6 separate regions of the Mus musculus genome follow, and regions 1, 2, 3, 4 and 5 are each linked to region 6. A link is a contact called in public Hi-C, HiCAR-type and promoter capture Hi-C data. All regions are on one chromosome and are shown on one strand. The core of a region is the stretch at or near the end of the contact, and the rest is flanking DNA. Distances in the headings are between cores, read along the strand shown.

What was found. Promoter capture Hi-C pulls out the DNA fragments that hold promoters and counts their contacts. A called contact is a pair of places that touch in the nucleus more often than the background predicts. HiCAR-type assays count read pairs that join an accessible place to other places.
Region 1: a Hi-C map of CD8 T cells shows a contact between it and region 6, with 4 times the contacts expected there. The contact joins the promoter of Mars2 here to the promoter of Asnsd1 in region 6. A contact is called at or near these places in 1 of 39 promoter capture datasets (pre-B cells), 1 of 484 Hi-C or Micro-C datasets (CD8 T cells) and 2 of 9 other capture datasets (adipose tissue and liver).
Region 2: a promoter capture Hi-C map of hippocampal neurons shows a contact between it and region 6, with 3 times the contacts expected there. The contact joins the promoter of Pgap1 here to the promoter of Asnsd1 in region 6. A contact is called at or near these places in 3 of 39 promoter capture datasets (3T3-L1-derived adipocytes, hippocampal neurons and pre-B cells).
Region 3: a HiCAR-type map of astrocytes shows a contact between it and region 6, with 4 times the contacts expected there. The contact joins the promoter of Gls here to the promoter of Asnsd1 in region 6. A contact is called at or near these places in 2 of 39 promoter capture datasets (hippocampal neurons and pre-B cells), 2 of 484 Hi-C or Micro-C datasets (neutrophils and uterus), 1 of 115 datasets of contacts at active chromatin or transcription factors (astrocytes) and 1 of 9 other capture datasets (liver).
Region 4: a contact with region 6 is called in a promoter capture Hi-C map of pre-B cells, with 5 times the contacts expected there. The contact joins the promoter of Mob4 here to the promoter of Asnsd1 in region 6. A contact is called at or near these places in 2 of 39 promoter capture datasets (the HPC-7 cell line and pre-B cells).
Region 5: a Hi-C map of pre-B cells shows a contact between it and region 6, with 4 times the contacts expected there. The contact joins the promoter of Stat1 here to the promoter of Asnsd1 in region 6. A contact is called at or near these places in 4 of 39 promoter capture datasets (cranial neural crest, hippocampal neurons, liver and 1 more), 1 of 484 Hi-C or Micro-C datasets (pre-B cells) and 2 of 9 other capture datasets (adipose tissue and liver).

Annotation. Positions count from the first base shown.
Region 1 is chr1:55,235,856-55,239,576 of GRCm38.p6, forward strand. It overlaps Mars2 (methionine-tRNA synthetase 2 (mitochondrial)), which reads left to right and starts at 1,322. Exons shown (of 1, transcript NM_175439.3): 1 at 1,322-3,721. The coding sequence starts at 1,385. The coding sequence ends at 3,145.
Region 2 is chr1:54,556,154-54,560,122 of GRCm38.p6, forward strand. Pgap1 (post-GPI attachment to proteins 1) reads right to left here and starts at 1,531. Exons shown (of 27, transcript NM_001163314.2): 1 at 1,281-1,531. The coding sequence starts at 1,427.
Region 3 is chr1:52,231,971-52,235,430 of GRCm38.p6, forward strand. Gls (glutaminase) reads right to left here and starts at 1,262. Exons shown (of 18, transcript NM_001081081.2): 1 at 622-1,262. The coding sequence starts at 1,022.
Region 4 is chr1:55,129,932-55,133,786 of GRCm38.p6, forward strand. It overlaps Mob4 (MOB family member 4, phocein), which reads left to right and starts at 1,314. Exons shown (of 8, transcript NM_025283.3): 1 at 1,314-1,428. The coding sequence starts at 1,369.
Region 5 is chr1:52,117,754-52,121,278 of GRCm38.p6, forward strand. It overlaps Stat1 (signal transducer and activator of transcription 1), which reads left to right and starts at 1,685. Exons shown (of 25, transcript NM_009283.4): 1 at 1,685-1,870; 2 at 2,159-2,319.
Region 6 is chr1:53,350,562-53,354,043 of GRCm38.p6, forward strand. Asnsd1 (asparagine synthetase domain containing 1) reads right to left here and starts at 2,191. Exons shown (of 6, transcript NM_133728.3): 1 at 1,969-2,191; 2 at 319-372. It overlaps Asdurf (ASNSD1 upstream reading frame), which reads right to left and starts at 2,191. Exons shown (of 4, transcript NM_001353501.1): 1 at 1,969-2,191; 2 at 319-372. The coding sequence starts at 2,058.

The sequences.
Region 1 (3,721 bases), core at 72-2,571, 1.9 Mb after region 6:
CAAGTAGGCAACACAGTGGATGGTGCACGCCTTTAATCCCAGCACCTGGGATGCAGAGGCAGGCAGATTTCTGAGTTCAAGGCCAACCTGGTCTACACAGTGAGTTTCAGGACAGCCAGGGCTAGACAGAGAAACCCTGTCTCAAAACAAAAAAAAACCCCAAAAAAAACCCAAAAAAATAAAACACAAACAAACAAACAAAAAACTCAACAAAACAAAAAAAAACCCAAACAAACCAAAAACAAAAACCAAACCCTCAGGGCACTATTACTCTTGGAAGAGAGGGAAGGACACAGCGCACAGATCTCAACTGCAGCTCATCTCTAACTTAAACACTAATGTGCACCACAGTCCATTGGTGAGCTAAGTAAAGCTTAGATTGCTGGTCTGAGATCCCAGTTTCTGCCTCAGCAGGTAGGGAATGGGCCTCAGATGTCTAAGTTCCTGGTGTGTCTCATGCTGCTTTGGGGACCATTCTTTGAGAATCACTAACAGTACTTAGGTTGGGTGAGGGTTTATAGGTGTTCCAATCTCATTTTAGTATGTGCATATATACACTGTTTAAATTAAATGGGGGTGGGGAGGCCAGTTGTGGATGAGAAAATATGCAGTGAGCCAAGGATTAATAATAAAAATTTGGGATTTTAAAATTCTCTCCTGCTAAAAATTAGGATTTCATTCTCAAAGCTCAGTCTTGGAAGAATTTCAAGACTATTAGAGGAGAAAATTGTGACTTGTTTTGTACAATAAAGCTGAAAGTTAATGTTTCCTTATCTGCACACCTGTGACTCCGCACTCCAGTCCCTGGATGAGTTCTCAAATCAATCCTTAAGGCTCAGCAACATGTTCAGACACGTCATTTCCTTTTCTGCCAGTGCTTATCGTTCCTTAAAGCGCTTTGTGAAATTATTTTCCTTTCTTTCAGATTTATTTAGATTCTGAGACAAACCTTAAATGGTTTTTCTATGTTGACTAGAGGATACCAAGAGGCCGGATTTGTGCCCTGCTTTGACAGTTAATGAGTTTGGAAAATACCTCAATATAAAAATCTTGCCAACAAGTTCAGTCCAGAACCGATCAGTTCAGTTCAGATCCAGAACAGATCTCAAAGAGTAAAACTGCACAACACCCGGGATACGCTCTTCTTTCCCCAACTGCCCTGACACGGAACCCACTAGCCGACTACTCAAAAACTCCCGCCGGCCACCCGCCCCTGCGCGCTGCAGGAAACCGGTGGAGGCGGGGGAGTTGCGGGCGGGGCCGCAGGAGTCAACGCTTGCCGTTCATTGGCTTCCGCGCCGGAAGCGGCGGTACCGTCCAGCTGCGCACGCGCCCTTTCCCGTGCTCGGGAACACCGCCTCCAGTGCTGGGGCCGGCTGTCACCATGCTGCGGCAGTGTGCTCGCTGGGTGTTGACGCGCACCCGGTTCGGCCGCGGCTGTCGCCGCTACGGTTCGTGCTCGCCGAGCGCTAGTGGCGACGCCGGGGAAGCGCGGGCCTACTTCACCACACCTATCTTCTACGTGAACGCCGCGCCGCACATCGGGCACCTGTACTCGGCGCTACTGGCCGACGCCCTGTGCCGCCACCGTCGTCTCCGAGTTCCCGGCTCTGCGTCCACGCGGTTTTCCACCGGCACGGATGAGCACGGCCTGAAGATCCAGCAGGCGGCAGCCACCGCCGGCTTGGCCCCGATCGAGCTGTGCGATCGAGTGTCTGCCCAGTTTTTGCAGCTTTTCCGGGAGGCTGACATCTCTTCCACGGACTTCATCCGCACCACGGAGGCTCGGCACCGAGTAGCGGTGCAGCATTTCTGGGGTGTGCTGGAGGCCCGGGGTCTGCTTTACAAAGGGATCTATGAAGGGTGGTATTGTGCCTCGGATGAGTGCTTCTTGCCGGAGGCCAAGGTTACTCGGCAGGTGGGTCCGTCCGGGGATCCCTGTCCCGTGTCTCTCGAGAGCGGACATCCTGTCTCCTGGACGAAGGAAGAAAATTACATTTTCAAGCTTTCTCAGTTTCGAGAACCACTCCAGCGGTGGCTTGGAAACAATCCTCAGGCAATCACACCGGAACCGTTCCACCAGGCAGTTCTTCAGTGGCTGGAGGAGGAGCTGCCCGACTTGTCCGTTTCTCGAAGGAGTAGCCATCTGCACTGGGGCATACCAGTTCCCGGGGACGACTCGCAGACCATCTACGTGTGGCTGGATGCCCTGGTCAACTACCTCACTGTAGTTGGCTACCCAGATGCAGATTTCAAGTCTTGGTGGCCAGCCACCTCTCATATCATAGGTAAGGACATTCTCAAATTTCATGCTATTTATTGGCCTGCCCTTCTCCTAGGGGCAGGATTGAGGCCACCACATCGCATCTATGTCCACTCGCACTGGACGGTGAGTGGCCAAAAAATGTCCAAAAGCTTGGGCAACGTGGTGGATCCCAGGACTTGCCTTGATCGCTATACTGTGGATGGCTTTCGCTACTTTCTCCTTCGGCAGGGCGTTCCCAATTGGGACTGCGATTACTATGATGAAAAGGTGGTTAAATTGCTGGACTCCGAGCTGGCAGATGCCTTAGGAGGGCTTTTAAACCGGTGCACTGCCTACAGAATAAATCCTTCTGGAACCTACCCATCTTTCTGTGCTGCCTGTTTCCCCAGTGAGCCAGGGTTAACGGGGCCGTCAGTTCGTGTGCAGGCAGAAGACTATGCGCTTGTAACTGCAGTGGCCACTTTACCCAAACTGGTAGCGGGCTATTATAATGACTTTCAGATCTATAAGGCTCTGGAGGCGGTATCCAGCTGTGTTCGGCAAACTAATGGTTTCGTCCAAAGGCACGCACCATGGAAATTGAACTGGGAGAGCCCTGAGGATGCTCCCTGGCTGGGTACCGTGCTTCACGTAGCCTTGGAGTGCTTGCGAGTGTTTGGAACTTTGCTTCAGCCTGTTACTCCAAACTTAGCAGATAAACTGCTGTCAAGACTGGGAGTCTCTACCACAGAGAGAGGCCTTGGAGAGCTCTACTTCCTACCTCGATTCTATGGACACCCATGCCCCTTTGAGGGGAGAAAGTTGGGACCTGACACTGGGCTTTTGTTTCCTAGACTGGACCAATCTAGGACTCGGCTAGTGAAAGCCCACAGGACCTAGGAACTCAGCTCTTACTGACTGGTAGTAAAAGATCAAATGTATTCTTTTTGCGTTTTTAAGTAAAGTCATGCTTAAAGAGTATGTATCAAATGAGCACATAAACTATGTCCTTATGAACAGAACGATTCAGGTCTCTCTAACCCAGTCCTTTTCATTTCTCAGTGCCATTAATCACTGTTCTTGCTCACCAATGTCTCCAAGAGAAGGATGGAAGATGCTGACACTTCCTTCTCATTGCACCTTCTCCCAACCCAGGGTCAGGGCTTCTGCTCCCCAGGCTAATTTAACACAGCCCCTTCTTCAACTAAATCTAGGGTTGGAAGTCCCTGCTCTGTTTTTACATGTCAGCCCTACTTTGTTAAACAGAGTCTCCTGTTAAAGAGGTTTTTTTTTTTTTGAACTTTAGGAACTAGTGTCCTAGACTTTTACCCATGTCAACCCAGCAGTTGTGCTTTGTAATACTACACTCCATCCAGTAGATGGCTCTGCTCGCACACATTGAGCTCCTTGAGAGTGTCCTTTCAGAAGACAGAATTATTTTCAGCTGTTTAATTCACAGAATTTTAGAATTGTACT
Region 2 (3,969 bases), core at 281-2,780, 1.2 Mb after region 6:
GCAATGAAAGAGAACTAAAATAAACTCTATTTTCAGTTTTTAAAAAAACCCTAAAGTTCTTATTTTTAACTATTAAGATTCTAATGAACATAAGCCAACATCATATCAGTTCATTAGCTTTGGAATTAACACTAACTTGTTAAAAATCTCCAAAAGCATCTGAAATGCAGTGTTCACTTTCCCTCATAACCACTGATGCAAAATCAAGGTAGGAACTCATCTACTAGAAAATATCCATGGGAAAGGATGCTTGCTCCTCAGCAACTTAAACTTCAGTTTTTAAATGTAAATAAGAGAGCATCAAACAGGCTCCCTCTATAAGGACCTGTACACAGACTCAATCCTGATTTTCATTCTTTATCGACAGAAAAAAAAATCTGCTATGATCCTAAAAGTATACTAAGAATGCACCTTATCAAAATGTATTATGCATATTTTATAGGAGTTATTATAATAGATATTCCAAAATTTAGATTCATTTAGAAATCTCAAGAAAAATATCACCAAAGGGAATTTCTCCTGACAGCTGTGTAATTTGTTATCATCTCTTTCTACTGCTGGTCATGAATGAAATTTTAGATTCTACTACGCGGAACAAATGAAGCAATTAATGAAAGCATTCAAATTAGAACAGAGGAGGTGGGGGGGGGCGATGAAAGAGGAGGCAGATCCTGTTAAACCCAGTGAGAAGACAAAATAACACCAGAATGTACATGCAACCGATTATAACAGATATCGTAATCGATTATGCAGGTCACTGACTGTTCAGAGGCATGCGAAAACACAGGTACGCACACTCACACACCCACGGACTCAAAACCTACAGAACAGGTGGATCGGCAAAATTCTCCACCGGAGGAAAACTAGATAGTTTTCAGTTTAATTATTAATCAGGCCAGTCTGTCACTTCACCCAGAGGTAAAACCTCAGAGCCTCTTTTTTAAATCAGCTTTGGCAACTCTGCAAGACGCTGCTTCTTTCCAGAAAAGCGAAATCTGACGCACGCCCATCACTGGGCGCGAAGAGAAATCATCTCCTTGCAAGCAAAGGAGGGTCCGGGAAGTATAAGGATTGGGGAGAGGGACCAGAGCTGGCTCTCTGGCGGTCAGAAGTCGGGGTCCGGAGTCTGGGTGGGGGACGAGGGGTCGCGGAGGCGAGGATGCCCTGCCCAGCACGAAGCAGGAGACTTCGAGTGCCAGGAGAGCTCCGAGTCGGAGCGTTCCATCTGAGCCCGAGAGAAGCCCGGGAGGTGTGGGCGCGCAGGTAAGGGAGGGCCGTACCTGGTACTCGGGGTACTCGAACATGTAGCTCATGCTGCACTTGTTTTCCTCGAAGCCGAAGAAGACATCCCACAGCCCCAGGGTCGCCAGAAACACCATGAAGACATAGAACGCCAGATTCCAGAGGTTGACTGAGTGGAGAAACATGGTGCAGACGAGCGCCTCTACACCAGGAGAAGCTCGGCAGCCTAGACAGAGCGAGGGAAAGACTCCGGTGCCAAGCCGTGCCCAGCTGAGCAGCGCGCGCCTGCGCGGAGCCCGCCAGCACCCCCTCCCCTTCGCCTGCCGCTCAGCGCGCCTGCGCAACTGCGAGCAGCCGGCCCGCGGTGCCGCCCACGGAGGAGGGGGCTGTGGGCGTTTGCAGCGTGAGCGAGATTGTGTGCCTAAAAAATGGAATGAGAAAGCGGAGTGGGCTGGGCTGGAGGGCATGGAGAGAAAAGGGAGGGGGCGAGAGGGGCGGGGGGACGGGGAGTGGAGGAAGAAAGGGAGAGGGGGATGGGAGCGCGGGATCCCAGAGGCAGGAGAGGGAATGGCCGGGTGGGTACCGCAGGAATTGGCCAGGGGCAAGGATAACGCCCTAGAGTCCAGAGACTGTTAGAGATTCAGAGCTAACTGGCCAAGAGAGGCGGCACATCAAAGGCGTGTCAGGTGGCTGTCACGCACACCTTCCCCTGCAACAGTTTCAAACCCCATCCTGTTCAATTTTGAACCATCTCGGGCCTCCGCAATTTCGCTTCAAGGACCAACTAGCTTGATTCCAGAAGAGACAAATGGCTTTCCCCCTTCCTCTTAGACCACCGACTTGGGCCCTGTAGGTAGTAACAACACCTGCTCATTGAAACAAAACACACGACAGTCAAAGGAAATCCTGTTCTTGGTGGAAGCCTTAATCAGACGAAGTCTAAAAAAAAAAAAAACAATATAAAAATACCTACCAACATGATGTTCCCAGTTGGTACCTGCAGGACCAGGTCGGCACTGACTTGAGGTGCTCTCCAAGTCCCCCATGTCTCTGGGGACTGGTTCCACAATGACGTTAGAAGAGAATTTTGCTCAAGCTTCCACTCTTTCTCATAACTTAGTTCATTTTGAAGAATTTCCATTTGTCTTTACACAAAGGAAGGGGTTTTAAAAAAGCAAATTAAACCCATTGATAATACTTGTAACAGCTTCGAAACGCTGAAATGTTATGAGGTGTCAGCCCTTAAAGCTAACCAGACAGCAGATGAGTTTTGTGTGTGTGTGTGTGTGTGTGTGTGTGTGTGCGTGTGTGTGTGCACGTGCGTGCGTGCTGCTAACTTCAGAATTTTACTTAGAATGATCTTTGGCACTGACTCAATTTTATTTTATTAGATTAATTTTCTAGCAAATATTTTGAGGAAAGCTGGATAGGATGCATGAAATCAAAGAATTTCAAGACCGAAAAGGAAGCTAATTGTTTATCTTATACAAAACCCTGCTATTCACATCAAGAAGCTACAATCCAAAGGTAAAAGGGTAACAATTTTTTTAACCCTAGACAGAAACACTTGGATATCTAAGCAAATACACCTAGCTACAAGATACGGACTATTTGTAAAGAGAGGACTGGGAAAATGGACTGGTGAGCTGCTTTGAGGTATGGAGGTAGATTTGGAAGGGCCAGGAAAGTCTGGGTAATACTGAGTAGCAGGGCAATAGTTAGCTAATAAGCATTTAAGGCATACCATGTATGTTTTGGATGTTGTGGTGTGCCCCTTGGTATAGGAGTTATTTGTCCTATGCTGTGATGATACCCTGGGACAAACAACTTAAGGAAAGGTTTGTTTTGGCTCACAATTCCAACATATCGTCCATTGTGGCAGGGTATTTATGGCAGCAGAGCCTGAGGCAGCAGGTCAGTTTTCAGCTGTAGACAGGAAGCAAAGAGAGGTGCATGTTAGGGCTCAGCTCCCTCTTTCCATTTTTATCTGGTTTGGAAGTTAGGGTGAGTTTTTTTTCTATTTTAGTTAACTTAATCTAGAAAATCACTCCCAGACATGTCTCCAGATTTGTCTCCAAGGTCTTTGTAAATCCCATTCAGTTGACAAAATTAACCTTCTTCACAACTCTACCCCTTGTCAACCTGACAGTCAGTGTTACTATTAAACAATTACCTTCTAGGATCCTAGCCATCTCATGATACAGATACATTTAGTACAACTTCAAAAGTCCCCATAATCTTTGACAATCCCAATGCTAGTGAAAAGTATGTTAGAACTAGATACTAGAAGACACTGGATTCCCCCTGGAAGTGGAGTTCTACTGGAGTTATAGACCATTTTGAACTGTCGCAGACGTGCTAGGAACCAAACACAGAGCCTCTGTAAGAGAAGCAAAGTGTTCTTAAGCAAGTCAGCTCTCCAGCCTCATAGCCTCTCTCTTGAGTCAACTCCACACCATGCATGCATCCTCGGCAGACATCTCATAATTCTGACATCTCCAACATCCTTGGGTCTCCACTGCAAGCTGGGTTTTGCTTTCATAGCTTCATACAGTAGCCTCTCGGGGACTCCAGTCCTGCCATATTGCCTAGGCTCAGTTGTTCTCTGAAACTGTGGTATAAGACTACATGATTTCCTTAATCTTGCATCTTACATGCTTACCCAACTAGTATCATATAGACGGCACTTCTAAGTTCTACTGCCAGCTCAGGATGGAGACTTGTCTC
Region 3 (3,460 bases), core at 12-2,511, 1.1 Mb before region 6:
CACTGGTCCCGATAGGAACAGGTGGTCCATGCTGCGTTCCTCGTCCTCTAGGCCACATGTCCCTATTCCGCCTAATCTCATTTCTGAAGCATTATTTCCGGTGGCCCAGATGGCTCTACGCACGCCAAAACGATCCACCTCAGGAGGATTAAGAACCCAAGGCCACATCTGGCATCCAGTGGGATGGTGGTGGAGGCTTACAGAATGGGGGAACTGCGGCCTGGCAAAAAGGTGAATCGGGAAGGTAGAAGCTCCGCTCTACGCCCGACTCCTCAATGTCACTCGGGAGAGATGGAGGTTCGCGTGGCATCACCCTCGCAGAGCCGGGGCGCTGAGCACGCGGCGCGGCCGGACAGCAGCCTCTGCCCGGCAGGGGCTTCAGCAGGCAAGACCCTCCCGGCGCTCACCCGTCACCCCGGGGCGACTCGCGCCGGCCACGGAGGGGAAGTGGGAGCAGGCGAGGGGCGCGGGCGGGGCCGGGCCTAATCACATGGCACAGCCGTCGCAGGCCGCCTGGCATCGCTTTCTTTCTCTTCCGCGAACCTCCGTTGCTAAGCCGCACCGCCACCGCCCACCGCCCAGGGCCCGACCCCTCCCCTCAGCCTCACCCACGCAACTCACTTGTCGCCCGCGGCCACCATCTCCTTGCCCTCGCTGTTGCCGAACGCGTCGGTCTCCCCCGGGCTGTCCTTGGGGCCCGGGGCTGCGGGTGGCGACGCCCCTGGCTGCTGCTGCTGCTGCTGCTGCTGCTGTGGCGGCGTACCCCCCTTCCCCAGCTCCTGTAGGATCTCCGAGGGCGAACTGGACAGGCCGCCCGCGCCGGGGCCCTTCGCGCGGCCGCCCCCGCCCCACCACGGGTGGAGTCGCGCAGCGGCCACCAGGCCAGCGGTCGGCCGGCTCCCGCCCCGGGGGCGCCGGCACAGCGTGCCGAGGGGCTGCGCGCGCCGCAGGACGGCTCCGACGGCGGCGGGCGGCCTTAAGAGCAGCTCCCGTAGCATCGCCGAGCCTCGCAGCCGCATCATACCGCCGGCGCCCGCTCGTCAGATGAGGATGCTTGGGGCGTGGGCGGCCGCTCTGCTCCCGGAACCGTGTCCCGCACGGCGGGGAGAGGACTGGAAAGAGAAAAAGTCCGGGACGGGGTGTGGCCCCAGCTCCGCCGCTCCCGCCGCCAACGCCGCCGCCCTCGCCGCCGCCGCCGCCCAGCCTGCAGCCAGCCGAAGTTGCTCTGGCCGCCGCGAGCTCCGCACTGAGACTGACGCTCAAGGGAGGGCTGGAGACATACCAGGCTCACCAACCGGGGGCGGGAGGACGCTGACGGCCTGCCCCCTGCAAGCTCTTCCATTGGCTCAGCCTGCCGACCTCTCTTCTGATTGGCTAGAGAATCGGTCAAATTTGTCTCCGCGCCCGTACGCAGTCCCGCTGGGTCCTGGAGGGCGGGGAGAAGGACGACTGACGTGTGTCAGCCCCGCCGACCGCTCTTCCCCCTTGCCTCGGGCCACCTGAGGCCAAGCTGGGCGAGGACCCGTAGCTCCGGAGTCTGGCCATTCACCAGGCAGGTGCGCTCCAGGGAAGCACGTCCTCCAGCTATTGAGGAAGCTGGAGTGCGCCTGTTCAGGCCGCCCAAGGCTGGAGGGAGGCTGGCGGTGGCAGATCGTCTGGTCCAAACCTACTGCTCGCCCCCTCGGTTAGGGGAATGTGTCCGCCCCTCTGAAGGCATCGGTTCTGCCAAGGCCGCCCTGACTAGCTTCATCCCTCTCCCAAATGTGCTTAAAACTTTCCATGGTTGGCTACTGCCCAGAAGCGAAATGTTTTGGAAAAAATGAGCAAAATCCTTTCAGCTATGCAACTTAAGACATTTAGAACGTTTGAGCGTAGGAACAACGAAGAATAGAGAAAAAGCCAGAGTAAGGGTGGATCTCTTCTATCTTCTACAAGATTTCTCCAAATCTTTTGAACGGCGATTATTTCATTAGTACCAGTTGACTTGAAAGCAAAATACTGCAGATCCTTTTTCTATTTTAAAAGCCATTTTAAAATAGAAGCATCTGAATACCATGTCTCAAAACTGTTTCAGCACAGCATCACCTCATCCATGTATCCTTTTAGATGTGTGTGCATCATATGTTTCCTGAGTCTGCACACATATACCACTCAGGACTAAAACCGCTTTTTAAACCATTTCCTGAAACAGATAGGCTTAAATGCATAGATTCACCAAAGTTAGCAGGATATGTAATTCACCAGATTTAGTAATCCAATCAATCTGTACATGTTGAACGAGATTAGTAACCAAAGAATCTGACTGTGCCTACAGGCTTGTCATGCTCAAGTTTTTGTTTTGTTTTCAACCTGCTCTTTAGATAAAAATAAAAAGTGTGAAGGAAATGACCTTGTGGGGGGAAAAAAAGCCAGAATTTTATATTACTTGGGTGGCTTTTATTATTGCTTAAGGTTAGTTTGTCAAAAATATTAATATTAGTGAATCAAAGTTATATATTTAGGAAAAACAATACATTCTAGGGGAGAGATAGCAAATGTTACCCTTAATAATATCTAACTTTGTCTTTCTAACTTATGGGTTGCTTTCAAACCTTAGTGTTGTTCAGTTTCTTACAAACTAGTTATCTGTTTTTACTGCCTCTTTTCTCTTTTTTCTCAACCCCATCCAGACTACTCACCAATCCAGTCAACGTTTTCATGCCAGTTCTTCCTAGTTTCTTCCATTGCTCAATGAAATGACTTCTGATGATTAAAGGTTTAAACACTTTCTAGTATATTTAACAATTAGGAACTTAGGATATGACTCAGTGGGTAGAAGGGCTCCCTGCTCAAGCATGAGGATCTGCAGGTCCGACCTCAGGCACTTACCTACAAACCATGCCTGGAGTGGAGACAAGTCCCTAGGACTCAGAGCTAGTCACGCTAGCTGAATTGGTGAATTTTAGAACCTCTGACCTCCACACAGAGGAAAGTGAGCTGCACATATGTGCATGCATGCAAACAGACAAGAATAGAAAAAGAAAAAGATAAAAGTAAAGAAAAGACATGCATTGGTAGACTATTTTTAGAGTTTCTACTTTTCAGAATGAACTGATAAGAAAGGGCAAATGTTACTTCTAACATTTGGAAGACCTGAGTTTACCAAGGTTGGACATCTGAGGTAATAATAAAACAACTAACAAGAAAGCTACAACAAATCAAAACTATTACAAACTGAATAGAAATATGGCAGGAAACTTTGATTCTTCTAATCTTAGATATTTTTATCTTCAACAATATTTATTCATACAACTTTGGAAACTGTGTTTGCATTATATTAAAATTAACCATATCACCTGTTATCCAAACTACCAGTATCAAAATACTTTATACACATATAATAATCTAAGGAAATACCTGCAAGAAGAAATGTTCTGCGTGTTAGGCCGTCAGAGACTCTCTTGAACTTCTACTTTGCTAA
Region 4 (3,855 bases), core at 64-2,563, 1.8 Mb after region 6:
TGGCCCAGCTCTGAGAAGTGGCTCACTTTGGGCGGGTCTTGATGCAGATACCAGCTTCTGCCTCCAGCTTAAGACCTCTGTTTCTGAACCCCATGCTCTTGAAGTTATAAAGAGCACTTACCCAGTGTCCACAACTTCCTCACCAGGTGTCCCATGGTACTATAAACCAAAACAAACTTTTCTTGTTTGGAAAAAAAAAAGATTCTGGTAAAAATGCTGTGTTTTTTTTCTTATTTTGGGAAAGATTGAGAGAAGATTTAAGTCTTGCTCTGTAGCCCTGCCTGGCCTGGAACTCTCTATGTAGCCCATGCTGGCTTTGAATTCTAAACAATTCTTTTAACTGTTTTGCTTATTTACTTGCTTATTTATTTAATGTGTGTAAGCTTTTTACCTGCATGCGCCCAAGGGATTCAGAAAAAGGTGTGGGATCACCTGGGTTGGATTACACATGAACCCCTAAGCCTGGCCGGGCATGCCGTGTACTCCGTTGGTCCCAGCACTCAAAACAAATCTCTTAAATTCAAGGAACATCAGGGAGACGCTGTCTCCAAAAAAAGAAAACACAAAACCAAAACAACAACAAAAGAAAACACACAAAAAACATCACACTTAAAAACACGAGAAACTTGGAATTTTGTTAAGATACAGAATTCATAAAAGCCATCAAGGGCTATTCATTTCCTCCTGCTTCCGACTTGCAAAAATGTGAGTTTATTTTAACTCTAACACACAATAACAGATGTGCGCTTTCTATCTCATGATGGGCATTTTTTTTTTTAATTTAGCATTGAGTCTTTTATCTACGGAAACCAACTTGTCATTGAAAGAGTCCTTGGCTTTTCAGTAAGAGGACCCTAGAAGCAAGATTTATCAGTACCTCCTGTCTTCCCTTTAACCGACCCAGCCAATCTGATTCTAGATTGGGTTAATCCATGAAGATTCTATAAAAATTTACCAGATTATCTGGGGTGGAGAATTATGTTCTCATTTCGCTTTTCTGAGATGGTCACTATTGTGCAAACTGCCCTTCCAGTCTATAGACAGCTGAAGGACAAACACCCACAAGTGACGCAGGCTTGGGTCACCTGCACCACAGACCTTGGAAGCGGCTCTCTACCCCAGCTTCCGGTCGCATCTTCCTTTTCGGCCTCGGCGGAGCTCCGCCGGCTGTTCATTCTGTGCTCCTCCCTCCGCCGGAGCCGCGGGCTCGGCACTCTTCCCATGGTGCTCCGCGCGGGCGGCGGCTGTTCCGCAGGCTGCCGCCCCTCCCCGCCGCCGCAGCGCTGAGCCCCGCCGTGCCCCGCCCCCCGCGCAAGCTGCCGGCCCCCACATCCGGGTACCGACGCCAGCCGCCCAGACTCTGGCACTATGGTCATGGCGGAGGGGACGGCAGTGCTGAGGCGGAACAGGCCAGGCACCAAGGCGCAGGTATCGTCCCTACGGCTTTCCTGTCACAGAGTTGGCGGGGCCGAGCCGGGGCTCTCCTGCTGGCGGGACTCCGTCTAGGAGAGGCCAGGGCGAGCGGGTGGGGGCCGTGGCCGCGGTGGCTGGCCTGCGCTTCCGGAGCCGCGGCCCCGGAGGCAGCCGAGCCGGCGCCGGCCGCCCTGGAGGCCTGCTAGACGCAGGACCCCGCTGTGTTCGCCGAGGCCCGGGGCTGACGCTTGTCACCAGCGGCTGCTGCTGCGCTGCCTGCTGTGAGTGGCAGCTGACGGCGCCCGGGTGTGGGGTGGGCCAGCTGGGGACCAGGGGGCTGTCCCCGCGTCGGGACCGCCGGCGTCGAGGGCTGTAAACACTGCCCACCTCACCGGGAGCAAGCTTGGCCGGTGACGTACCTGCCGGTCGGCTCCATCCAGTTGGTCTAGCCGGATGCAGGTGGCACTAGTTTGCGTTATCCTCCTGTTGTTTGTCTTTGCCACCACTCCCTTCGGCTTCCCTGCAGCTGTTCTCTGGTCCAGCAAGTTTTCGGCACCAGGTTGTGACTTGTTACATGTCATTCCTTGCGTATATTCATGCTAATGCGCGTGGACAATAGTCGGAATGAACTGATTATATACATCAAAATAATAGTAGGGCACTATGGGGAGTAAATTGGTGCTTCTTAGGACTTGCAAACCAGGGATGCTTCACAGTAAAAAAGAACAGAAAAGAACGGAAAAGACCCCCCCCCCAAAAAAAAAAACCACCCACGTTGACATTCAAACTTGATAGGATTAATCAGCCTTTGGAAATGGGTTGAGTCGTTGAGTAGAAGTTCTAAAATCAAAAGAGATATGTTTAAAATGTAATTTTAGCAGGCTGTGTTCTTGTTGCTGCCCAGCCTGCTGCCTCTTACCGTGTACTGAGTAAACTTTTTCTGTTAAAATGTAATTTTTAGGGTCAAGTGGAAATCAAAATACTTAATGCTACTGAGTTTTAGAGAGTTACTGTTTTTCTTTTCTTTCTTTTGTCTTTCTTCTTTCTCTCTTCTCTCTCTTCTCTCTCTCTCTCTCTCTCTCTCTCTCAAGGGTTTCCCTGTGTAGCCTTGACTTTCCTGGAAGTAGCTCTGTAGACTAGGTTGGCCTCGAACTCCGAGATCCACCTGCCTCCCCCATACACACACATCCAATTTAGAGACTTGCTATTTATTATGGATTTTGAAGGTTCTCAAAGTCAGGCTACCCTCGAATTATACTATATAGTTGAAGGTGACCTTGGACTCTGTTTGCCGAAACTCTGGGGGCTAGACTTACAATACATACCACCATTCAGGGCTTATACAGTGTTGGGGAATGACACCTATCAATTGAGCTACATCTCTAGCCCTAGAGAATTGCTTTTGAGTCAAAAACCATTGAGTCATGAGCTGTCAGTTTGCCTTGATTGGGTTGGAAATTTGTATACTATGTATACTTTCTACTATTTAACAACTCTTCTTTCTAAGGGTTCTTGTTTTCAGATAACTATTATTGTGCATAGGCAACATTTTTTCTAATTTTTAAGTGATGGCTTCCTTTAAAAACAATTCTTGGGATTACATCCAGGACTTTTCCTGTGGTAAATTAAGAGTGCACAATTTATTTTAAGCATGTACTCATGGCTCAGCTATATCCTTAGATGAAAAATTTTTAACTTTGAAAAATTGTTCAGACTAAACACTGCAATATGTCCCTTTGCTGTGTTGTTATGAGTAAGTCATGTGCAGACTTTTTCATTTTCCCACTTTATGACAAGGTTAAATAAAATGTAATAGAAGAGAATTAAAAGAAAAAACTGCTTTTTAACCAACCTTTTCTGTTTATCACATAACTTTTTTTCACTAAAATAGGCCTGTTCCAAAACGCTGTATATTGTGTTACTATGTTACACATGAGTAGTATGTGGCATAGCTCCTGCTGTGGGGTGGGGAGGGATTGTCTCATGTATCCCAGGCTGGCTAGTCTGGAACGGAGAGGGAAGGGCCTGAGAGTGACTTCTCATCCTACCTCCATTTCCTGAGTGCCAGAGTCAGGCATGTGCTGTAGAACATTTAAAAGTGAGACCAGAACATAGACACTAGTTGGGTGGCTTTTAGCATCTATTGACTGAATTAAATGAGCACATGTATTTGTCTCTTTGTTTATAAATGTGGCCTGGACCTCACAGAGCCACCTGCTTCTGCCTCCCTGGGACTGTGATTATAGGCATGTGTCATCACCACCGGGTGAGTGAGAGCATTAGGCTGGATTTTACTTTTTTCCTAAGTGTCTAAGGAATGTCATAGTTATGTGGCAAAACATTTAATAACGTGTTGACTTTTCCTTTTTCTTTTTTTCTTTGAGACACTTTGCTTTTTATCTTGGGCTGGTGTAAAACTTTCTGTGGTGTCTGGATTGGCCT
Region 5 (3,525 bases), core at 435-2,934, 1.2 Mb before region 6:
GAAACAATTGATTCTCTAGGTGTGCATTCTAAGAAGACCTAGTTGGTCCTCTGTGATATCTATGTAGAAAAGTGACATTTGATCTGAGGGGTTTTTGTTTGTTCTTTGGTTGGTTGGTTGATTTTGGGTTTTTCAAGACAGGGTTTCTCAGTGTAGCCCTGGCTGTCCTGGAACTCACTCTTTAGACTAGGCTGGCCTCGAACTTACAGGAATCAGCTTACCTCTGCCTGCTTAGTACTGGGATTAATGCTGTCTGCCATCAGCACCCAATTGATCCTAGATTTTAACATGAGTTAGTGACTCCTCAAAGAATTTGAGAATACAGATGTTGGCTTAGAGGACTTTTCAAAGAGAACACTGCTGGTGAGAAGATTGAGTTTGGGGAAAGAGTTTTGCTTATTCAAAGAATAAAAATGCTGTACTAAGCAATGAAAACAGAGTAGCACAAGCTGAGATTAAAGAAAGTGATAGGGGAACATGGCTTTAGAGAATATATTGAGAAATTTGAATTGTCTAAGACCAAGCAAGAAAAGCCATCATGAAATTTTTAGATTGGCATGACATGATCAGCATTGCAATTAGATTTAAAAAAAAATCACCCAAATGAGTGTATGGCAGATAAATTAAAAGGGAGTGAAAAGCCAAAGTCAAGCAGTCACCAGAAAAGCCACAGCAATGATCCAGGTAAGAGGACGGGGTGGTGGAAGAGGTAGAAACAGGAGCTAGACCAACCGAGGCTCGAGGACCAAGTGTCCGGGACTAAATGGGCAACGTCTATGGCTTGGCCCTCATCCGTTCCAGACTAAGACGGGGTATGAGGAGGAACCTGTGTTTTGAGTACAGTTGGTTTACAGACTCAGTAGATATCCAAGGACAGGGTAACTGTGACACTTGGAAGAAAGCAGTGGGTGTGTATACATCTAGGAGTGCTCCAGGACATGGAAGTTACAGGGACAGTCATCAAAGGCACAACGGGAGAAGGGTAGATAAGAGACTCACATTCTGGTTTAGTAGTTTAATAATGGAGATGGGGGACAGAGGGATGTCCTGCGAGAAAGGAAGAAGCAAAGAGGTCCTGTCATCATGATGGCTAAGCGGGACAAAAGTTTCGGTAATGGAGGTGTCAATTGTGTAAAGCTTTATTTTTCTTAAACATATTAGTTAGAATTATTTATTTTATTTCATGACATTTTTGTTTTGCTTGCGTGTATGTGTACTTCTTGCAGGCTTGGTTGACGTCAGTGGAGGTCCGAAGAGGGCACTAGACTCCTGGAACTGGAGTTGGGAACCATTACGCAGGCACTGCAAATCCAAGCCCTGTCCTCTGCAAGAGCAAGTTCTCTGTAGCTGCTGAGTTAAAGGCAAGTATTGAATGTTTTCAAATTGGTAAATTAAGCTCCCTGGCTTTAGTAGCGTGAAGGTTAATCTCTAGTCCCCAATTCTGAATCCCGCAGTGATGCGCCTACTTAATGCAGGATCTCCAAGACTGAGCTTGCGCAAGCCTATAGTTTCCAACCTTGTAAACACAACCCCCTGTCTGCGGTTTGCACCGCACAGCGGCGCCCCAAGTTTCGCACGCCGGGTAGGGAGCGCGCGGACCAGGAAGGCCAAGCAGCCGAGGGGGGGGGGACGGTGCGCTGATGGAACAGCCGGCCAATCTCTGCCGCTGATTGGCTGAGGCGGAAGGAGGCGGGACGCCCTCTAGCCTTTTTTCCTGCCCGGTACTTTCGGTTTTCAGCGCCGAGTCTGTCAAAGCTCCCTGGAGACCTCCGGGACCGCGCCCCTCAGACCCACTTGGGACACTGCTGAGCGGCGCAGAGAGATTTGCCCAGACTCGAGCTCCTGCGTGCAGTGAGTGAGTGAGAGCCAGGTGCGGATCCGGGTGCGGGTGCGGGTGGAAGTGGGGCGCCCTCTCCTCGGACCTGGGGTCTGCTGCCCACAGGTGACCTGTCATCCCGCAGAGAGAACGCCAGGAGCCGGATCGCTTGCCCAACTCTTGGCGCTGCTTGGCTCTCTTATCCTGCCGTTCTCACTTCTAGGGTAAAATGACTTGTGCAATAGACATTTCTCCCGGAAGACACTGCACCTTCCCGCTTAACCTTTGCTCGCCTTGCCTCCAGCCCCTTTCCACCACTGTAACATTTTCTTCTTTTTGCAGTCGTTTCAGCTCTGCTCCATACCCTGAGCCGGCGCCACGCCGCCGCGCATGCAACTGGCATATAACTTGCTGTGTGTGGTGATTGCTTGTGTTGAATCCCGAACCTGCACCCGGAGACAGCCCAGTAAGTCTACGTGGGAACGGAAGCATTTGGAATCTCAGTATGTATCAGCCCTTACCGGTTTTCTGAAACTTAAAGGTGGTATTTAGGTTCCGCAGAACCACTAATGGTATAATCACTATCTAAAATACTCCCGAACACTACCTAAAAGTTTAGGGATAGGTGAATGGATGGGTGAAGATTGCTTTTATCTGGCAGGAATGACTTGAGCCCTGATTGATCAATGAGGACTCAGACTTGTAGGTTCATCATGGGGTTTGCCTTTTGCTTTCCTACGCCTTCTGATACATACAAGGTTTCAGCGGAACAAACGGTTCTGTGCTCAGTAACACTTAGGCTATATGCCCGGCGCTGTAGGGTCCAGAGGACGCTGATAGCAAAATATATCCCCTCAGAGGCTCTGATGCGTGCAGACAGCAAGCTTCCTGTGGAAAGTTCATGCGCTAAAAACCGTGCAAATGGCAGCCTGGTACAGGCCAAAGAAAGTTATGTGTGGGAGGGATAGACAGTTTTAGGAAGAAGTACCATCTATACGGAATTCTGCTAGATTGTTGGAAACAATGTGGTCTGTGCAGAACGGGCTAGACCGGGAGGATAGAATGTTTGTTGGAGGCATGAAAACAGGAAAGAGCCAACTCCAGACTCTGAGCCAGGTGTTTAAGGACTGTCTTGCCAGTCTCAGGTTTACAGACATGCCACAGTGGTGGGCTGGAGTCCTTTCCAATGGTATTTGAAATGGCGGCTTGCTTTGTAGTGTAGACATTTCCTTATTATCCTTTGAAGGGGCATTTGTGCAGCAGACATGACTTCATTCCTGCACATGAGTGTTTGAAAACAAGTATTTATCCATACAGTCCCATATGCTCCATCAGAGTACAGACCTTTCCTCAGAGGTCTGGCGCTACTACAGTCTCCCACTCTGAATTGTGGTGGTGCCATTGTGTAGTGGTGTGTATCCCGTTACATGATTGTCACAGGTAACTTGTTTCTATCTCAAGACTTCCTTAATTTAGGGATTGCTATAATTTTTAACCTTTAGGATTACAATATAAAAACTGACTTCATGTTTATCTGACGAGACAAATATTACTTTATTCTTTCAAATGGCATTTGGCAATGCTGTATGAAAAAAAAAGACATTTCTTTTTCTGAGCCAGTGACTCACTGTGTAGCCTCAGAAGCGCTCAGTATTCATCTCAGGCTGACCTTGAACTTGTGGCCTTCTTGCCTCAGCTTTCCCAAGTGC
Region 6 (3,482 bases), core at 941-3,440:
AAATGTCAAGAATGTCAGTCATTACATAATCGCAGCTGATTTCTGAACATATTCATAAAAAAGGCATTAAATGGGTTAAGTATTTAGAATAGTAAAGTTTTCTGTGAAAAACTTCATTCTTTTTTGTTAAAATATAATAAATATTTTTTTATCTTTGAGATCTATTGACATATACAGGAAAAACAAATTTAAAACATGCAAAAACAAACTAGGATACCACGTTAGCTTTTAAATTATGATCTTTGAATTTTGTAATGTTAGCATAAATAATCGAAATCATAATTTTAATATACTATTCAGATTTCCACAGCAACTCACCCGATTCTTCTTTAGATTAGAAAGTTCATCCACAATAATTTTCTGTTCTTTAATCTATTAAAGTAAAGAAAAAAATCTAAAGTGGAAGATTTCAAAGTATGTTTAGCGAGAACATTTTAAGTCACTGCTTTAAAACTAAAGATGGGGTTGGGGGCTATAATGGACTGCCTGTCTAAATGGACACTGAACAAATCAACAGCACTCAGTCTGGAATCAGTAGAAGACAGCTTGAGAAGGAGAAGCATAGGCTTGCCAGGGGTCAGTTACCACAGCTCACATCTTTAACCAGGGTGAGCCACTGCCTACCCAAATTAATACCAATCTTTTAAGCCAGGCAGTGGTGGCGCACGCCTTTAATCTCAGCACTTGAGAGGCAGAGGCAGGCAGATTTCTGAGTTCGAGGCCAGCCTGGTCTACAGACTGAGTTCTGTGACAGCCAGAGCTACACAGAGAAACCCTGTCTTGAAAAAAACAAAAAACAACCAAACAAAAGAACCAAAAACAAACAAAACCTCTCCCGAAAACAACAAAAACCCAATCTTTTAGTTTTATAAGGTCTTGCTGTAGACAAAAAGAGAGAAATAAAATGAATGTGGGTTCTCCTCTTTACCAACAACCAATGGTTTTATGATGTATGCACTAGATGACAGCCAGACATTCGGATAAAACAAATGAAATGGTACTATGGTACTGAATGCCCTACCTGCACTGATCCAACATGATTTTCCACCACTGTATCATTCTATTTCAAGTATTAAGGACTGCATATTGCTGGTATCGTTAAGCTAGGCAAATAGTCTATTAAGTCCTGAGAGCTGTACTAATAACCTACAAAGCCATATTGAGTACGCTTTCCTTGAGATTCAAGTCTGCTTGTACAGTGTTTTTATGCTCATTACAGGAATGACAGGTGTCACTTTAGGTGACACCACAGTACACTGTGGTACAGCGGGAATTAGGCAATGTACTGAAGATATCATATAGGACAGAAAAAATACAGAATTTAGGAATGTTTAATATCTGAAAAGACTATACCCACACCCTTCCACTCTACACGTTTAAAGATTTTCGTCTGTAACTGGAAGTTAGGACTAGTTCCGGTATGGGGTTGCCTCCCTGAAATCCTGGCTATTAGGCAAGAGAATTATTCAAGTAATGCCTAAGCAATAATATCTGAGGCTGGCCTGAGTTATTTATGAAATCCTATCCTAAAGGTATAGAAAAAAATTAATTTGATAGGGTGCTCCTTTCTCTTGTTGAATAATAAAGAGATGACCAAACAGATGTTTTTAGGATCACTTAAAGTTGAGAATATATTTTAAGGTAACAGGCAGCTGAGAAAATCGGCTAAGAAGCTTTTGCCTGAGTCTGGAAGAACAGGTACAGACTTCTAAACTTTTATGATGGACGTCATGGATGGCACCCAGGCGGGTGCGTGGCTAACTGGATGAAGCACAGCCACAGAGCAACAGATCTGTGTGTGACTGAGCAACACATCTGTGTGTCACTTTTTTTCAGGGGACACGCCTCCATCGTCGCAAACCTGCAGGATGGAGGGGAATCAGCTGCTGGTGCTGAGAATGCACGGCGGAGGCTACAGGGCACAGCGGGGCCCGCCGCCCACCACCCTTCCCCGGCGTCCCACGGCACCTTGCTGCTAAGGGACTCGGCGTGCGCAGTCGATGTGTGTGGGGGCCCCGGCGCGGCGCGGCCATCGGCGTGCACCCCACTGCTGGGCATCGCCTAGCCGCGCCGCACGCCAAGAACCGCGACTGAGGAAGGAACGGCAGCCAGCAGCCCCGGCAGGAAGCCTGGGTTCCACTCAGGAATCCGCCCCTTCCGGCACCCCGACCAATGGAGTGCGCACACTCACGCCTGCGCAGTGGCAAGCGCGCGCGGGGTGGGTTGTGAAAAGTCGAATTAAGAGTTGTGCTCCACTGCAAAATGGTTTTCTGCTAAATGTAGGTGTGGCTTGGCTGCAGAATCTATGAATGGTCTGTATCGCCCCCTAGTGGATCCTATGTAAAAATAAATCACTATAATTTAATACTCTTAAATTTGGTTTTCTTCTCCTCCTCCCCCTCCCCCTTCCTCCTCCTCCCCCTCCTTCTTCCTCTTCTTCTTTTTCTTCTCATCCCCTTCCCCCTCCTCTCCCCTCCCCTTCCTCTTCCTCCTCCTCCTTCTCTTCCTCTTCTTCTCGTCCCTTCCCTCCTCCCCCTCCTCCTCCTCCTTCTCCTCCTCCTCCTCCCCTCCCCTCCTCCTCTTCTTCTTCAGATTTACTTATTTTATGTATATGATGAGTTCACTGTCTCTGTCTTAAGACATACCAGATGCAGATCTCAGGTGCAGAGGATACCATAGAAAACATTGAAACAACAGTCAAGGAAAATGCAAATTGCAAAAAGCTCCTAACCCAAAATATCCAGGAAATCCAGGACACAATGACAAGACCAAATCTAAGGATAACAGGTATAGAAGAGAGTGAAGATTCCCAACTTAAATGGTCAGTAAATATCCTCAACAAAATTAAACAAGAAAACTTTCCTAACCTAAAGAATTTGATGCCCATGAACATACAAGAAGCCTACAGAACTCCAAATAAATTGGACCAGAAAAGAAATTCCTCCCATCACATAATAATCAAAATACCAAATGCACTAAACAAACAAACAAACAAAAGAATATTAAAAGCAGTAAGGAAAAAGGGTGAAGTAACATGCAAAGTCATACCTATCAGAATTACACCAGACTTCTCAGCAGAGACTATGAAAGCTGGAAGATCCTGGGCAGATGTCATACAGACCCTAAGAGACCACAAATAGCAGCCCTGACTACTATTACAGCAACACCCTCAATTACCATAGATGGAGAAACAAAGATATTCCATGGCAAAACAAAATGTACACAGTGTCTTTCCACAAATCTAGCTCTATAAAGGATAATAGATGGAAAACACCCACACAAGGAGGGAAACTGCACCCTAGAAAAAGCAAGAAAGTAATCTCCTTTCAACACACCCAAAAGAAGATAACCACACAAACATAAAAATAACATAAAAAATAATAGGAAGCAGCAATCACTATTCCTTAATTTCTCTTAACATCAATGGACTCAATCCCCCCAATAAAAAGACATAGACTAACAGACTGGATATGTAAACTGGG